Linked DNA regions of Anser cygnoides: region 1 is linked to region 2. The links are chromatin contacts, called in public Hi-C maps. All regions are on one chromosome and are shown on one strand. Each heading gives the region's core, a stretch centred on a gene start, on an enhancer-like site or on the middle of the called end of the contact. The rest is flanking DNA. Distances are from core to core; before and after follow the strand shown.

What was found. A called contact is a pair of places that touch in the nucleus more often than the background predicts.
Region 1: a Hi-C map of liver shows a contact between it and region 2, with 3 times the contacts expected there. The contact joins two enhancer-like sites. A contact is called at or near these places in 2 of 7 Hi-C or Micro-C datasets (granulosa cells and liver).

Annotation. Positions count from the first base shown.
Region 1 is chr1:37,458,550-37,463,155 of Taihu_goose_T2T_genome, reverse strand. No RefSeq gene overlaps it. Among named protein-coding and RNA genes, the nearest start is that of HMGA2, 76 kb to the left of the region's middle. Within about 2 kb of position 2,380, at least 1 of the 3 cell types and tissues checked has open chromatin away from gene starts, as enhancers often do. A contact at or near this core is called in liver, where this site is marked.
Region 2 is chr1:37,321,007-37,326,320 of Taihu_goose_T2T_genome, reverse strand. All of the region lies in intron 1 of MSRB3 (methionine sulfoxide reductase B3), which reads right to left. Among named protein-coding and RNA genes, the nearest start is that of MSRB3, 21 kb to the right of the region's middle. Within about 2 kb of position 1,965, at least 2 of the 3 cell types and tissues checked have open chromatin away from gene starts, as enhancers often do. A contact at or near this core is called in liver, where this site is marked.

The DNA.
Region 1 (4,606 bases), core at 1,131-3,630, 140 kb before region 2:
AGGGAAAGGGAAAGGGAAAGGGAAAGGGAAAGGGAAAGGGAAAGGGAAAGGGAAAGGGAAAGGGAAAAAGGAAAAAGGAAAAAGGAAAAAGGAAAAAGGAAAAAGGAAAATGAAAAGAAAAAGGAAAAGAAAAAGAAAAAAAGAAAGAAAAAGAAAAAGAAAAAGAAAAAGAAAAAGAAAAAGAAAAAGAAAAAGAAAGAAAAAGAAAAAGAAAAAGAAAAAGAAAAAGAAAAAGAAAAAGAAAAAGAAAAAGAAAAAGAAAAAGAAAAAGAAAAAGAAAAAGAAAAAGAAAAAGAAAAAGAAAAAGAAAAAGAAAAAGAAAAAGAAAAAGAAAAAGAAAAAGAAAAAGAAAAAGAAAAAGAAAAAGAAAAAGAAAAAGAAAAAGAAAAAGAAAAAGAAAAAGAAAAAGAAAAAGAAAAAGAAAAAGAAAAAGAAAAAGAAAAAGAAAAAGAAAAAGAAAAAAGAAAAAGAAAAAGAAAAAGAGAAACGGAAAAAAAGAAAAAGATGTTGGGAAATAAGGAAAGAAATAAGTAGAGAAAGAAATAAAAAAAATAAGGAAAGAAAGAAATAAGGAAAGAAAGAAGGAAGGAAGGAAGGAAGGAAGGAAGGAAAAAGGAAAGAAAGAAAGAAAGAAAGAAAGAAAGAAAGAAAGAAAGAAAGAAAGAAAGAAAGAAAGAAAGAAAGAAAGAAAGAAAGAAGGAAAGAAAGAAAGAAAAAGAAAGAAAGAAAGAAAGAAAGAAAGAAAGAAAGAAAGAAAGAAAGAAAGAAAGAAAGAAAGAAAGAAGGAAAGAAAAAGAAAGAAAAAAGAAAGAAAAAGAAAGAAAGAAAGAAAGAAAGAAAGAATGAAAGAAAGAAAGAAAGAAAGAAAGAAAGAAAGAAAGAAAGAAAGAAAGAAAGAAAGAAAAAGAAAAAGAGAAAACAGCTGGGCGTTGAACCACCTGACTATGAAGAAATGCCAAAAGCAAACTGCCCATCCATCCATATCTTTGCCCTACTACAGCAAAAGCTTCTATTGCAAGGCTACATGTTTTTCCACCCTCATCCACAACACACTTGCTTTGCAATTCCATATGATAGTTGGGGATGAACAGGACTGAAATTATTATGGTGCATCCCTCTTTTTCCTAGGGAAGTGGATGTGAGACAGACAGAGAAAAGAACTTTGTGAGGAAAAATGATGAGTGAAGGACAAGTTTGTTCCTCAGTACCCATTTTCAAGGATAAAATTTTGTTCACACTTTCAAAGAAGGGTCCTGTTTAAAGGAGAGAGGCTAGGGATGCTCAGCACCTTTGATGGTGGGGCCACAGAGGCACCCCTGAAATTACCCTTGCCATTTTGGTCTAACGGATACACATCATACAGGGAAGCACCTGGTGTTTCCCTGGTTCCCAGGCCCACCATGGCCCAGAGACATTCTTTCCATTTGTAGTAGAAACACACATGTCACACACCTTCTGCACTGCCATAAAAGCAGCTCCATGCGCCAGGGTACACAGGCTTTTTGGTAAAGAACAAGGCAAGAAATTTCATGTGTTAAGTTATACACCAGAGGGAGTCCCTTGAATGTAGTACAAACATCCTGATATTACCAAAGAAAAGTCAATTTAAAAATGACGGGATTCAAGCACTGTGGTCCATAGTTCACACTGTAGCTCCTCCTGTCTGCAAAAATTCATGACCATCCAGTAGCATTAACACTGCACTTTTCATAGGCAGCCAAGCTCCAGGTCTGTTGAAAGTGAAGTTGCTCCTTACTTTTTTTTTCTTTTTCTTTTTTTTTTTTTTTTTTTTCTTTCCAGGATGGATCCTTAGCTATTTCTCATTGAGAAAACCATGTGAAACTGATTTGTTTTAGGTGATATTAGATACTAGGCTTCAACTAGGTTGGTATGAAACAAACTCAGTTCTCACATTTGGAACTGCTTTAAGACAATATCCAAGGTTTCCCAGCTATTTGGCTCTATATGGTGTTTACAATGATGGAGAGCACTCCTCTCTCTGTTCACCCCTCACATGAACACGGAGTTTTGACATCAACCTGTTTGCTGAAAGGAGTCTGTTTAATAATTCACTTATTGTTTTCATTCATTACAATTCCTTTCCCCCTGCCCCTCTGGAAATGTTATAAATTTCATTACAGAAGACAAGCCATTCTGGTTCTTCCCCTCTACCTTTTCACCTGTACACTGCAGTCAGTAATGTTTAGCTTCTCCCTACAGAAATGATATTCAGAAACCTACCAAATACTTGCATAATGACTTCAGGAGTTTACGTCAAGTCTAGGCTTTGAATCACTGTGGAGGTGCAGTGGGTCAAATGCAGTTCCTAGCATTTTGGCAGGTATCTTTTTCCTATTTTTTTAAGGCAACTGAATGGACCTTGTTTTGTCTTCTGCATTTCATTGGGCTATTTATAGAATAAGTCACCATGCAGCTGATTTTTTTTTTCTTTTTCAGTAACATAATGCAAAAAGGTAGTGCCCTCATTGAAGGCAACTCTGTTAATTAGAGGAAAGGCTCGTATTGTGTGAACTTTTGATAACTGACTGTGGGCTGAGCCGCTGCTGCTCTTTGTCTGAGAAATTCAGAGTCCATTAGGCTGATAGCCACTGTTCTTCTGAGGAAACTACAGCCCTTGTGGCCCTTCCTGTTTCCTTTCAACATTCTTAATGTGATAGTGGAAGAGGATATCCTAAGGTCAGACATTAAAATGTAAAGTTGTGAGGTGATGATTAAATGTGAACACAGTGAAAACTTCACTCTTCATTATTTTAATATAGTCCAGCCTGTGCTGATATAATCATTTCCAGCAGATATTTAAGGTAGTTATAGAAATGATGAAAAGAAAGGCCTTTCATTTATTATCTTAATTATATTTTGTGTGTTATTTTAATTTTTTTTTCTTTTCCCAGGGACCAACATTAAATGTTAAACTTTAAGTCTTACAAGACCATTTTAAAAGACAGTAATATATTGTCAGCTCTGTATTGCTCTTTGATCTTTCAAAGTGTAATGCCTCACAAAGTGTTGCAGCGGTGGTCACTTCAGTTAAGATTCACAAACATTTTCCATCATAACTTGCTTGTTCCATGGACTTGTAACCTGAAAAATCCCTTTTGGGATGAAATTCTCCATTCTCAGTCACTGCCTGATGGCAATTACTTTTTAAAATTGGGGAGTGTTCTCTTCAGCTCTTTTTTTTTTTTTTTTTTACTTATGGGAATGGTGGAGAAAAATAAGCAACACTTTTCCCACGGTAAGTGGTTTTCTGAACACAGCTATAACAAAAACAGCTGAAATATTCATCCTGAAGCTGGACCATACTACATCTTTCCATGGACTGACTGTATTGGTTCTTCTTCTGAGAATTATTTTTCTGTATCAAGCTGTGTGGGTAGAAAAAGCTACAGCCTCCAAGCCAACAAGACAGACATCTTGGTGGGGGTTTGCTGTAGACCACCGAACCAGGATAAAGAGATGGATGAGGCGTTCTACAAGCAGCTGGCAGAAGTCGTGCAATCGCCAGCACTTGTTCTCATGGGGGACTTCAACTTCCCAGACATATGCTGGAAATGCAATACAGCCCTGAGGAAGCAGTCTAGAAGGTTCCTGGAGAGTGTGGAAGATAGCTTCCTGACTCAGCTGGTCAGTAAGCCTACCAGAGGGGGTGCCCTGCTGGAGCTGCTGTTCATGAACAGAGAAGGACTGGTGGGAGGTGTGCTGGTAGGGAGCTGTCTTGGGCAGGGTGACCACAAAATGGTAGAGTTCTCTCAGTGAAGTCAGGAGGGAGGTCAGTAAAACTGCTTGGATTTCCGGGGAGCAGACTTTGAAGTGTCCAGGACACTGGTAGTGAGGGTCCCTTGGGAGGCAGTCCCCAAGGGCAGAGGGGACCAGGAAGGCTGGACGCCCCTCAAGAAGGAAGTCTGAAAGGCAAATGAGCAGGCTGTACCCGTGTGCCGTAAGATGAGCTCACGTGGAAGAAGACTGGCATGGCTGAACAGAGAACTTTTGCTGAGTCTCTGAGAGAAAAAGAGAGTTTATGTCCAGTGGAAAAAGGGACAGGGAACTTGGGGAGAGTACAAGGAAGTTGCTATCATATGGAGAGAGAAAATCAGAAAGGCTAAAGCCCAGCATGAGCTCAACCTCGCCACTGTGGTAAAAGATATATATATATATATATATATTTTTACAAATTATTAAGGAGGGCCAAGGAGAACCTCCATCCTTTACTGGATGTGGTAGGGAACATGACTATTGGAGATAAGGAGAAGGGTGAGATTCTCAATGCCTTCTTTACATCTGTTTTTAATAGTCAGTTCATTTATCCTCGGGGTATTCCACCTCCTGACCTGAAAGGCTGGGACAGGAAAGAGAATAAACCCCCTGCCGTTCAGGTGGAAGCAGTTAGAGACCTGCTGCTTCGCCTGGACTGTCACAAGTCCTTGAGGCCAGATGGGATCCACCCGAGGATGCTGAGGGATCTGGCAGGCATGATTGCCAAGATGCTTTTCATCATCTGTTAGCGGTCATGGTCAATCAGAGAGGTCCCAAATGACTGGAGGCTTGCTGATGTGATGTCCATCTATAAGAAGGGTTGTAAGGAGGA
Region 2 (5,314 bases), core at 716-3,215:
TATTAATGGCACATGAACAGCTTTACATGCTATTTGCTATTGTGCTCACATAGTGCACGTTCAAGCATTTATCGAACTGGTAATTCTCATAATCCCCGGGAGGGAGTAAACCAGGTAATTTGTAAGACTGTATTTTAAGTTTAAAAGAAATTCCAAATTGATATTTGCTATTCTTAAAATTATTATTATTATTTAATTAGCTTCATTGAAATGAGTTTTGATTTTTGCCCCCCAACCAGTTCTGAGAATCAAGAACATCCATCTGAGACCTTGTATGACACATGTAAGCCCAGAGCAAATTTTTACATTCAAGTTATAAACCCCAGAAAATAGGGATTTATAACAAAAACATTGACAGGCATTTAACCATAGCCATACTAGAGGGTATTGTTATACAACATATCAGTCTCACTTTTATTTTCTTTCAGATCATGTGAAGAGCCATCTGTAATAGTACGTCTCTGGTGATACAAATTACGGAAAGCTATGGGAAAGTTAAAACATTCATTATGGAAATTACATCTCTGAACACACAAACATACAATATGAAACGTTTTCAGATATAGCTTAAAACACACAAAGTTTAAAAGCAACTAACGCTCTTTGAACACACTAGACTAAGGTCTTTTCTTGACTTTTCATCGTTGAGGCCAGATCTGGCAAACACTACACGCACAGATAATTTCACTGACATGAGCAGTTTGAGAGTTCAGAGGGACAAACGCATAGGAATAAGTCATGTATGTAGCTGTTTGCAAGATCTGCTCCTAAAAGTAATCCTTTATGTTAACAAGATTACTACTAAAAGTCCAGTTCTGAGAGTCAGTAATTTTCTGTTCACAAGCTATTCATTTCAATTTTATGGAAAGACATTATACTGAAACTTGGAATTAACAACAGTTTAATAAAACAAATTATGAGAAACTATACCATAGATATTTATTTAATAAAGACTTACACCATATGCCCAGCACCATCTTCATACAGATGTGTTGTATCTTAATCTAATCCTAGAAAAGCATGGTTTCCTACTAGCAATTAAACACTTCACAACAATTTAATATTATCTAGGACTTTATTATTTCATACAGGTCCTGGAAAAAAATACCAAGTCTACTCATGTAATGTTTTCATTATTACTTTTGCTTAATTTTACAAATACCATAATTTTCTTCAATCTACGGGAGAAGCAAAGCCAAATTATCTCATGCAAAAATGTGATGTAAGCAGCACAACATTCAAAGTGTTAAAGAAATAAAGGAGATTTTTTAAGAAATGAGAATCCATAATAATTAAAAGACACAGCAAAGCAAAATAAGGTATCTCTTTACTTTATATCTTGGTGGTCTGCTACAGAAAACATATGTACATGGAATCTGCATAATCATTATTTTATCAGTTACTTGCTGGTATGCGCTGAAGCAGCTGAAGTAGCTTTTACAATAAAAATTTTGTATTTGTTGTTGTGTTTAAAAAAAAAAAAAGGGGGGGATTTAATTTCTGTGAACTAAATCCTGGCAGGTGCTGAATGCATCCTACATTTCCAAAGAAATTTAAAGCATTCAGCTCTAATACAGATCGCTCAAGAAGTGACACTTCTAAATCACACAAAGAATAACAGAGCTGCAATCATTGCTGGAAATGAGATCGCAAAGCAAGGTGAACAGAGTTTGTGTACGAGCACAGCTTTACATGATTTTCCCCAATGCTCATTCTTTTCCTAAAATACTCCTAAATGTTCATGAGGTCTCAGGGCGTACTTTAGGTATGAATGACTCCTGAATGGGAAGCTTTTCATATAGTTCAGGGTGTGCAAAACCACATATGCTTGGTGCCATCTGCTGGGCCTGCAGGGCTATGGCCAGCCTTTGCAATGCCTGCGATGAAAAAAGCGCTGCGCTTAGGGCAAAGCATGCGCTGGCTGCGCACATATTGAAACGTTTAGTCCTAACTTCAGAAAAGAAATATTTTTAAAATACAATTTGGAAGAATGCGTCCACACCGCAGGTGCTAATATACAAATGGAGAAAGAGCAAGTATGAACACTTCTCTGTCCCAACTGTTAATTCGGTTTACGAGTAGTCCAGCATAACTCACACGTGCTGGCAAAAGTGTCTCAAGGAAGAGAAAGGTCACCCCTATTCTAAGATACTTCTTAACATCATGTCATTCATTTAACTTGCTTCTGATCTACCAATATGACTGTTTGTTAAATATAAAGTAAACATCACATGGCACCATTTTGCTCCCTGCAGGATGGTCAGAGGTACCATTACAAGCACAGAAACTGAAAGGACACTTTCTCATCGAAGTCCTTGTCCTGTAAATATTTAACTGCATGGAATGTGAAAGTGTGCTAGGATGCCCAGTGCACAGCTAGGCAGTGTTTGTCTCAGCCAGAGCCTTCGCCTCGATATCTAAGCTCAAGGATGAAACCCCTGCCAGCACCTTGCTCCCTTACACTAAAGGGACAGGGGTTCCAGAGGATGAGCAAGTCTCCTTTCATATCAAATTTTTCCACAGAGGCAGAAGCAGACAAAACTGCACCATTTCAGACTCGGAGGATACGTGGCCTGAAATGATACGGTTGCAGAGCTGCAGTTCACACAGAAATGGATGGCGGGAAAAGCATTAATCCAGTGTAATGGTAGAAAAAAAGTCATGAGAACTTGGGGCGTTTTCTGTATACTCAAAAGTTGAAGTCACAGTGGATTGTGGCATTTAAACAGATGTTGTCTCTCGATCTCATTCCCATGTTTAATCTGATACATGCTATACCATTTACTTGTAACGCCCTCAGTACACCACACACAAAAAACAAACCAAAGGCAAAGCAAGCCTACATTAATTTATAAGCAGCTGGGGAATTTAGATTACTCTTAAAATATGTGAGATATGTGATTGTATATTATTCCACTGTTAGCAGATGAATTTTGGTTTAGAAAATACATATATACATATATATATATATATATATATATAAAAGTAGTTAGCCAGTGGAACTCTATCTATTAATGTTTGCACAGTTATGGATCTAATGGACAGGAATAAGCAGCAGCGCTACTAGCTTTTTATTCCAAAATGTGACCCCTGGATTATGCCGGAAAAATTATTTGACAAAGTAAAACAGGTACACAATAGAAAAACCTCCTACAGGCTCCGTTCCTAGCTGACCAGCTTTGAGATCCCCTTTTCAGAGCAGGGACAAAATGGCCAGCAGACCGGCTGCCTCCTTTTTAGGGTAGACACCGGCGATGTGAGCGCACATCAAAAGGTGCATAACAAGGGCTAAGGAAATTTGCTTATCCTATATTTTTAGGATTTTAAATCTGGCTCAGCAGCAAATAGAACAGGAAACAAAGGTCAGGCTGACACAATGTGGGCTATTCTCTCTCTTCCTCAATATGTGTTTGCAGCTCCTATCTAGGTTAATGGGAGTTTTGTGCACATGTGGGGGAAAACAGAACACAAATGCTGCAAAAATTGGACTCAGATTTAGTTCAAATAAAGTGTAATCAGCTTTAGAAAATCCATCAGCTTGAAAACTGATGTCTTATCACTGAAAAAATCTTTAGAACATCACCTCCATATGCTTGTTAAGTACAGCTCTGGAAAAAAGTGCTTAGAACATTTTGCACCCTTATGAAACAGTTGTGAGTGCAGTACACACACCCAAGCTGGTTCTTATTTGATGTTTCAAATACTGATCAGCCAGAATTGTATCTTTTTTTATTCGGGTGTCAAGAAAATTCCTAGTAACATCCAAAATTCACTCACCGTAGCTTTTATTTTCTCTCACATACCCACGTACACTGACATTACTAGGCAGATATTACAGATACTGTTTTTGTCTAAGTGAAATACAAAATACTTAGGTTTAAGGTATTAATCGTATAACCAATTTACAGAGACGGGGTCTTATGGCAGCCTTCACAGACCTAACAGCAGACTTTGGACATTACACGAGAAGTGCAGCTGCATCTGGGCATTAGGTTGCGTGTTACCATTTAGTTATTTACTTATTTGGAGAAGTGTCATGTAACTAAAGAATATGCTGTCAGAGGAAAGAAAGAATTACATTTTAAATTCTGTGCACTTGTACATAATTTTCAGTGCATACATATTTAATTCATACTAATAACTTAAAAAGGGACATGTTGAGTGCAACTATAGCACAAAGATTTTGCAAAAATTCTTAAGTCTTAAGATTTAACAGCAATCCATATGCTAAATTCTGTTAAGTATCTTTTTTAAAAATTTATAAATGGCATTAAAGAGAATTGATCTTCAGTTAATTCCACTGCTTTTGCCAAGAATGAGGCAAATAAAAAAAAAAAAGAAAGAGAATTCATTGGACAAGGAAGACGGACAGCATTGCCAAGCGTTCTAATATCTAGGATATGGAAACCCTCATCCAAGCCAATGACTTTTACCAAAACAAAACAAAACAAACAAACAAAAAGGTAAACAAACTTCTGATTCCAAGGCAAATTTAAACACAGCAGAGCAACCCATAGCACACTGTTTCCTGCAGCAGAGACACCGGTTCCTAAAAGGGCCTTCATTACGCATGACACAACAAGCAGCACCCATTCAACCTGAGGGAAGCCCACAGGCTCGCAGGGCCACTGGCTGGCTCTTTGTCACCAAATGCAGCAGGTTGAATGCAGACATCACTGTGATATCCTCACCAACAAAACCAGAGGCAAAGAACAGGGGCAAGAGCTGAGTAGGGAAGAAAAAAAAAAGAAGAAAAAAAAAAGAAAAATGAGAACAAATTAAAACATTAAAGATGTTTAGATACATCCACAGAAAAAAAATAAAACAAACAATGCTTACAGTTTTATCCGAGAGCATCACATAGGAGTACCATTCTAAATGCACCTTTCTTAGCGGGTTTCTTCTGATCCCCCCTTTAAGGTTTGGATACGCATTACACGGTGTTCTGTGGCGCAGATTTCTGTGCCACCCAGTGAGGGAGGGGACATTTTTGTGGGGGGCATTCACAACAGACGCTCAGGATACCTACCACAGAGCAACTCAGGGCAGCAACCTATATGGTCAGAAGTGAGGAGGCACTGAGGGATGCCGCTCAAGGCCCAAGCTAGGTGGCAGGAGTCCTGCTTTCACCACTCAGTAATGCGGGACAGAGCAAAGGGGCAGGCTTTTCTATTTATTTTTGAAAATAAAATCAAACTCCACATTTGTGAATGGTGAGTGCTAGGAACCAGTCCTTGCTAAAAATTGTTCTTTTGATGACTTGTCTGAGGAACGTGACATCGCACTGTAATAAACTTCCCAGATATCTTAAACC